2 separate regions of the Gossypium arboreum genome follow, and region 1 is linked to region 2. A link is a contact called in public Hi-C data. All regions are on one chromosome and are shown on one strand. Each heading gives the region's core, a stretch centred on a gene start, on an enhancer-like site or on the middle of the called end of the contact. The rest is flanking DNA. Distances are from core to core; before and after follow the strand shown.

What was found. Hi-C and Micro-C count contacts between places; a contact is called where the count stands out from the background.
Region 1: a contact with region 2 is called in a Hi-C map of leaf, with 4 times the contacts expected there. The contact joins two enhancer-like sites.

What each region holds. Positions count from the first base shown.
Region 1 is chr7:52,057,480-52,061,636 of ASM2569848v2, reverse strand. No RefSeq gene overlaps it. Among protein-coding and RNA genes, the nearest start is that of LOC128296236, 23 kb to the left of the region's middle. Within about 2 kb of position 2,691, at least 2 of the 2 cell types and tissues checked have an H3K27ac peak or open chromatin away from gene starts, as enhancers often do. A contact at or near this core is called in leaf, where this site is marked.
Region 2 is chr7:52,018,080-52,021,856 of ASM2569848v2, reverse strand. LOC108461845 (protein argonaute 16) reads right to left here. Exons shown (of 23, transcript XM_017761845.2): 18 at 3,540-3,603; 19 at 3,253-3,364; 20 at 3,108-3,181; 21 at 2,874-2,968; 22 at 2,755-2,786; 23 at 2,216-2,656. The coding sequence ends at 2,487. Among protein-coding and RNA genes, the nearest start is that of LOC108461845, 8.3 kb to the right of the region's middle. Within about 2 kb of position 2,371, at least 2 of the 2 cell types and tissues checked have an H3K27ac peak or open chromatin away from gene starts, as enhancers often do. A contact at or near this core is called in leaf, where this site is marked.

The sequences.
Region 1 (4,157 bases), core at 1,442-3,941, 39 kb before region 2:
GGGTATGACGGGGAGCTAGTTGACGATCGTTACACAGCCATGAGCTCAATCTTTTGGCTACCCGAAAATGATGCCTTATAAATACCATACAGAAGTTTGAGGGCATATTCATATGAAAAAACTTTAGGGCTTCCCACTATAATTGGTGTAACTTTTTTCCATTTCCAGGCAACCGATACCATTAACCTTCTTTCTTATTCAAAGGTCAACATTGTCGTGGATGCAAGATAACTTTTAGACAGGGAACGGCTGTTGCGATGCAGTAAATGTGATACTCCTTTCAAGGTGACGATGATTTTCATTATTAAACAAGCCAATAATAACTACAACCGCTACCGCGTTGACTTGAGTTTGACCTTTATTATGCCAAAACATCCACTCTCCACTTGAGAGACCTCTTGTATCCACCTCAATCTTAGGCTTTGGATAAGAATGAAAGGTCAAAGATACCAATTGCTCGGAAATAAAGAAAAAAATTACATTTATTACACCGAAAGTCTCTAGAGTTTTTCAGTATGATTATAGCCTCAATCTTATGTATAAAATATATAAGGCATCATTTGCGGGTATCTAAAAAGCTTGAACTCTTGACCGCATAACGACCGTCACTTGGCCCCCTAGTTATACTCGAACCCGTGACCGCGTCATGGCTGCCAAATGGGACCTCCACCTAGACTTCAACCCATAATCGTATCAAGCATTATTACCTCGAAACCAGATTTTCCCACGACGGGTTTCAAAGGTGATGGTCCTATCCTACCATGACATATGAAATGTATGTGTTTTGAGGCACATTATCACATCTCCGACCTTTCAAATCTACCTATGAACTTCCGTGGTTTCAGTCAAAAACCATAAACCTTTTCAAATAACCTAAAACCATAAACCTTGAACCTAAATCCCAAAACCCTAAATCTTAAGGACAATACAAACCCTAACCTTGGGAGAGTGAAAGGGAAAGCGTGTCCAATTGGATGCACTTTTCCTTTCTCTCTCTTAAAAATGACCTATTTCTCCAATTAAAAAAAGGGCCTAATTAAAAAAATGGCTTCTATGCTAATTTAGCCAATAAAAATATATATATTTAAAAATTTTCTTTTTAAAAGATATTTTATAAATATTCAATCACACTTAATAAAAAAAATCAATGACGACTCTTGTTTTCTAAATAAAAACCTCATGTTTGAAAAATGAAACTTTTCATGTTTTATCAAATATGTCTAGCTAGCTTTTAGTTAAAAAATGGTTTCCTCAATTGAAATTATATTTTTTAATTACAAAAAATTGAAAAATCTTAAAAAATTAGATTCTTTTTCTGAAACTATATATTGGATAAAATTATATAAAAATTATGAAATTATAAAAGATATAGTGAAATTTAAAATGGTTTTGTGTATATATTTTTAAAAAAATTATACAATATTAAGGGTGAGGATGAGGTTAACATGATTTAAACATGAATCAAATAGATGTTTGATAAGAACTTTAAATGACTTCTTTATATAAGTTAAGGCTATTTTAAATTTTTATTTTACCTTAAAACTGTAAAAATATTGCTTGGAAATAATAAAAAATTTACTCCTCAACACCATCAATTTTTCGACAAATTAACTTCTTTTTTCAATATTCCAACATTCCTCACCAATTTTGGAAAAGAAAAGTAATCATTCATTTTAAATTTTCTCAACGAAAAACTATCTAGTTTTTTGGAAAATGAGAATTATTGGAATATTTAATCATTAATTCAAGCAAAAATAATATTTTAACATTTTAATTTTAGGAAAAAATTGTAAATTTATATAAAATAATATGTTTTTAATATTTTTGAACTTATATAGGTTAATATTTTTATAATTTTAGGTTTTCTATAATTTCAACACTTTGGATTTATTAAAATATTTTTTGTATTTTAGCAAAAAAAATTTAGGATTCTCTAACAAATCCTACAATATTTATTTTTTCATAAATTATTAAAATATATATATGTTCAACAAAATAAAATTATAGAAGACCTAAAATTATAAAATAATTATTGAAAAAGATATAAATTTTATTTTTAATTTTTTTAATTTGTATAGTTTAAAATTATAAATTTCAAAAATCTTAATTTTTAGATTTTTTATTTTCTAAAATTTTAACAAAATTTAGATTTTTTTTGCATTATTACAAATCTATTTTTAAATTTAAAATTATTTTTTTCTTTTAATAAAATTATTTGTAAGGTTTTTTGGGTTTTTTAAAAAATTGTTATTACTTGTTATTGATGTGTGATTTTAATATAAAATTGTTGTAACGATTGGATTCAACATATTAGAAATAAAAGGATTAAATTTATTACTCAAGATTTACTTGGAGCCTAGATCACATAGGCTCAACTCCTGCTATCCTTTACCTCTCTTCAAATATTGTAATTATAAATTTTTTATTAAAATTAAGCATAAAGGCTAATTGCATGAGTTGAGTAAAATACAGGGACTAATTATAAAATTTGCCAACTTGTCTTTTCAGAGTGTTTCTTTGAAATGATGAAATTGCCCCTTAATCGTGTTCACGGGGTTTATGAAATAGTAGTTGAGGGGTATAATTGTCTTTGAAAAGTTCATTTAATGATCGATCGGAGCAGCGCGCGAAATATCTATTAATTAATTTTATTTATTTCAGTTTTCTAGTCCATCACCGAAATGAAAGGAAAGCCAGAAATCGTCGCCGTCAAATGGAAACGAGCGATTGTGCAATCTGGACCATTGCATTAGAGTTGGGTGTGGGCCCACTAATCCTCGTAGCCCAAAAAAAAAAAAATTCTCATCCTAAACATACAGAAAGAAGAAGGAAACGCGAGAGGGTGAATACGTGGGATATTTAATCGACGAGGAAATGTCTTAGGACCACGAGATAAACAAACGTGAATACACTCAAAATCGTGATACGATAACTAACACTCAAAATTTCAAAATGAGAGATAAAATATAGAATTTATTATATTAAATGGAGTTTGATTGGTTGAATGTAATATTATAGCATGAAATGATATTATAATTTTATAATTATTAATATTTTAATTATCTCATAATTTTATATTATAGAATAGTGTCAAGATGCTATAATATACAAAAGAATCTTATTACAGTTTTTTTAAATATTTAAAATTACGAGTAGAATCTAAATTTTAAGATAAAAATATATTTTTATTATATTAATCTATATAATTTTAACTACTTTACAAATAAATGGCAAAAAAAATTACATGAATAGATTGATCTTAGGAAAAATTATGAGAATATGCCATTTTTTGGGAAATGGTTCTAGTTGGAAACATTTTTCCCTATTTTTCAAACTCAGATTTTTTAAATTAAAGTTATTGGTTTTAGGGTTAAGGTTTTTGGTATTTAAAATAAAGTTTAAGGTTTAGGGTTTTTTCATATTTTTAATTATTTATTTTGTAATAATATTTTAAGATGTTAAATAATAATTTATTTTAAAATTTAAAATATTGTATTTACACCAATCGTATATTCTAATTGGAAAAATGAATTGGATTCATAATTGAAACTCGATCTACTCGGCAAGGATGAAATATTAGTTATTTATTGTTTTCACCTTCTCAATATTAGTTTGATCTGATTTTTTGATAAATTATTTATTCTCTAATCTATTATTTTCGAACAGTTAGGTTCAAAAAATATATCCCGGGAATCGTGGGATATATGATGGGTTTCTTGGAATAAGGCTGGGGTTGAAATTTACAAAAAGAAAACACTCTAAGTAATGCACTATCATTAGAAGCACTGAAAGAGCATCCATCTGGAATCGTTTTCAGCTGATACGATACTGAAAATGCTTCTAGTCGGACGCTCTTTCAGTATTTTTGCTGACAATGCGTCCTACTTGGAGTGTTTTCTCTCTACAATTTTCAACTCTTTACTAGACTTGGGGGAATTTTCTGAACCAATTGCAAATCACCTCTGGTCTATAAAACCAACTTAATTCAACATCGAGTGGCAAAATCCATTTACGAATTAATTTAAAAGCATCGTATTTACACCAATTGTATATTCGAATTGGAAAATTGAATTGGATTAATAATTGAAACTTTTTCCACTCGGTAGGGATGAAATATTAGTTATTAATTTTTTTCGCCTTCTTAATATTAGTTTGAT
Region 2 (3,777 bases), core at 1,122-3,621:
GATTTGGTAATTTTGCAACTTAGTTGCCATGTATTGCAAATGTATTGACTTTAGTAATTTAGTTGGAAAGTTGTAATTAAGGGCATTGTAATTTGATTGAAATTTGTATAAGTAGACTAAGTTATTGTTCGTATTTATGTGGTAACACTCAAGATTCGAGTTTGGTTAATCGAATCGGGTTGAGGGCGTTATAATTTCACTTGATTCGATTCGATTCGACTCAACTCAAATTTCATTTCACTCGACTTGATTCGAAAAAATTTCAAATCGAGTTAGGATGATAAAATAAGACTTGTCAACTGAATTTACTTGAAAAGTTTTTACTCGATTCAACTCGATTCGGTCAAATGCTCACACCTACTTACTGTAAGTTACTCCACATTTTTCACCTTTTATCTTGAATAACTACTCACAAACCCCTCATATCCCTCTATCCAGTTGATAAATTCCTTTTATTATATAAAAATATTACAAAATTAATTTTATAATTAAATAAAAGTTTGGTCTGAAAATCCAAACGGAGACAATCTTATTCTTTTAGAAAAAAATCTAGTTTTCTTTTGAAATTGTAACATATAATCATATCAAAATTTTTACCATAATTTTTACCAAATTTTTTTTCATAATCAATCATTATAAATATTGAATTGACTTGTACCTCAAATTAATTTACTCACATATCAATGGGATATCATAATATATGATTTAAGAAATTTAAATGTTTGAGATCTGTGTAAAAATTATAGGGTGAAAAAAAGATATCTAAATAAAATGACAATTTCGAAAATTCAAAGGTTACCCCCATATTTTGTTGAATAGTAGGTTTTCAAACCATATAAACAACTTTTTTAAAATAAAAATTGTTTAAATTCTTATTTTGACCACAAAAATCAATTTTAATGGAATTAGGAAAGTGCCAACAATGAAAAGGACCTTATCGTCTAATTAAAAAAATTACTAAGACCATCAAAGTTGGTTAGAAGAGTAGAAGCAAATAGAAATGTGGAAATTTTTATTTGGCCCACAAAGACCAGGTGTGGAGAGCTTTGTTTAGCTTCTACCAAACTTAAAACGGAAACACATACTAGTTCCTATTTATTTATTCATTAAATAACATTCTAAATCTAATCCAAAAAACACCAAGGCTAAAGTGGTCATTTCAGTCAGATTTTTCTCTTCTTTTTTCTCTTTATTGTAAAGCCTTTTAGTATAGTAGTGCAAAGTTGGATAGAGTATTATAGTCCAAAACAATTAATTTCGCCACAAGAAAATAAAAGCTTTTCTCAAAAAGGACAGTAATAATAATAAAAGTATTCAAACTCTAACGCCCCTCTCCCAGCAAAACAAACAAAAGCGATGAAAGTGATAATAATGAGGTGCGTCATAAATAATAAAAAAGCAGGTGCTTTTTGTGCTATTACCGGACCACGTGTTAGGAAATTAATGAACCTGATTAGGTGCAGAACCATACCTCTGGGTGATCTCAGCTGCAGCTGATTGTTAATGCTACGTGTCCATTCCATGCCGACGCGGCCATCCAAGTCACGACAAGGTCGTAGTTTCTGGCGATAAAGTCCAATTGACCCACGTTGACTTCTCCATATTCTATTTTTATTCTACTTTAGTTATTGGTAGGTATGAACAAAATTTAATTTGATTAAAAAAGAAATTAATTTTAAAAAATAAAAAATATTAACTTTTAAATTATTCAAATCAACTCGAGTAAATAATTGAAGTAAAATTTTGTAATTCTAACTCAAAATAATTTAACTAAAAATTGATGTAAATACTTTTTGTTCTTATCAATTTTAAAATGAACAAATTAATCTCTCAATAAAAATTATAAAAATTCCAAATATTTATAAAATTTTCAAATTTTACATTTTAAAAAATTCTAAAAATTTAAATTCAAGTAACATACTAAAATATCTTTTTTTTATTATTCTACTGTAAATTTTTTAAATATATATAATTTTAAATTTACATGATAACAAAAATTAATTATACTGTAATAATATTTTAATTTGAAATATTTAATTTTTAATTTAATTCAAAAATTTCACTTTATTCAATTTGACTTTAAATTTCATTTCACTTTATTCAACTTAACACTTACTCCTAACACCCCCAGCTCAAATCAAACATTTTCTTGTATTCACACTTTAAATATAGATCCTAAAAGCTCAAAGAAAAGTAGAAGTAACGGAAAAAAAGCTTTTCTATCAGAATGAAGCTTCTAAGCAATAACAGGATTTTGACTAAAGTAAGGTCTGAAACAAATATAAGATACACCAATGGCTCCTAACCCCTCAACATAACCTTGTCATGGTTTAAACAAAAACTTGTGCTTGCTAAAGCCAGCCAGCCTCAATAATCAATCACAAAAGCAAAAGCAAAAGCCTGGAGTTGTATGCTTTGTATACCCCTAGCCTACCCAAACTATCTACAGTTAGCCTAACATGTATTTACTGAAATGGGCGATCCCCTCAACAGAAGAACATTGTACTTGCCACATTCTTTTTCAGCCTCGGAAGGTCTGGCACAAGGATACTTCCTGTGGATGTTACGTTTCCTGAAGATGTTTCTGAATGTTCATCCAGCTTCAAAAATTGGCCCATCTGATATGCCGCAAGGTGAGCGTAACAAATAGGAGCCACTGGATATGAAATACAACCCAGGTTTATGAAATATTAATGAGACTGATACAAATGACTTGCTAAACATGAACAGGGTGTAGGATAAGGGGAAAATTACCTATTGAGACTGCTGCCGTGCTCCTTTGGTATCTGCATTTGGCAAAATGTAATTGATTAAAAACGCCTGCTACTTCCTACGATGTTAGAGATGGCAGATGGAGCTTATTCACAACTTACACATAGGAAAGACAGTGGATAAGATTCTGCAGGTCATTAGGAGAGAAACCTATCTCATCAAGCAAGACATGATAATGAGCTGGCCTAGATGTTCCCTGTTAGATTTGAAACAATGCAACGGAGGATCTTATTCACATGTATGCATATATTATTCAGAAGCAAAAACCAACACGGCTGCTACATAATGTCTCAAGATTGAACAGAGAATTTTGATAGTAACAGTAAATCACTTACAATCATCCCTGCATGAGCACACATGTAGAAATCATAGTTTCTCGGATGCACTATTTTTGTGTCCACTATTGTCCCTGCAGAGGAAAGCGAGAGAGTGAACCAACAAAGTAATAAACTAGAGGAAAATGAAATATCAGAAGCAAACCTGGTGGAACATTTTCAGGGGCATTAGCTTGGAATAATTTTGTATGATGATTCTTCTGAGCAACAACTACTGTGAACTTGGGAACATCAGACTCGCCCAGAAACTGATATGACTGCGTAAAGGATGTTTAACTATCTAAGAATTGACTATTATCAAGAGAATATGAGGCCCTCAACTAACCCTTCGCAGGATCTTGTAACACAATTAATATGCTGCCCCATAGCCCTTACTCAGGGAGATGATGGTTATATTGAGATGAAAAAGATAAACCGTAGTCCGGAATGTACCTTGATGATTTGCTCCAGCTCAATGTTTAATACTTGGTTAAACTGTGATTCACTTACTCCATCCCTAAGAAAATCGTCAAAACTAATTATTTAAGTGATGAATTAAATTGTTCAACCAACCATTCGTAAAGAGAGTATGATTGGTTCATACAAGAAAACAGAAATAATTACTTCCATTTTTTCTTTCACATCTTAAAAAGCAAATTGCTGACCACTGAACAAGCTCAGAAAACCAGTG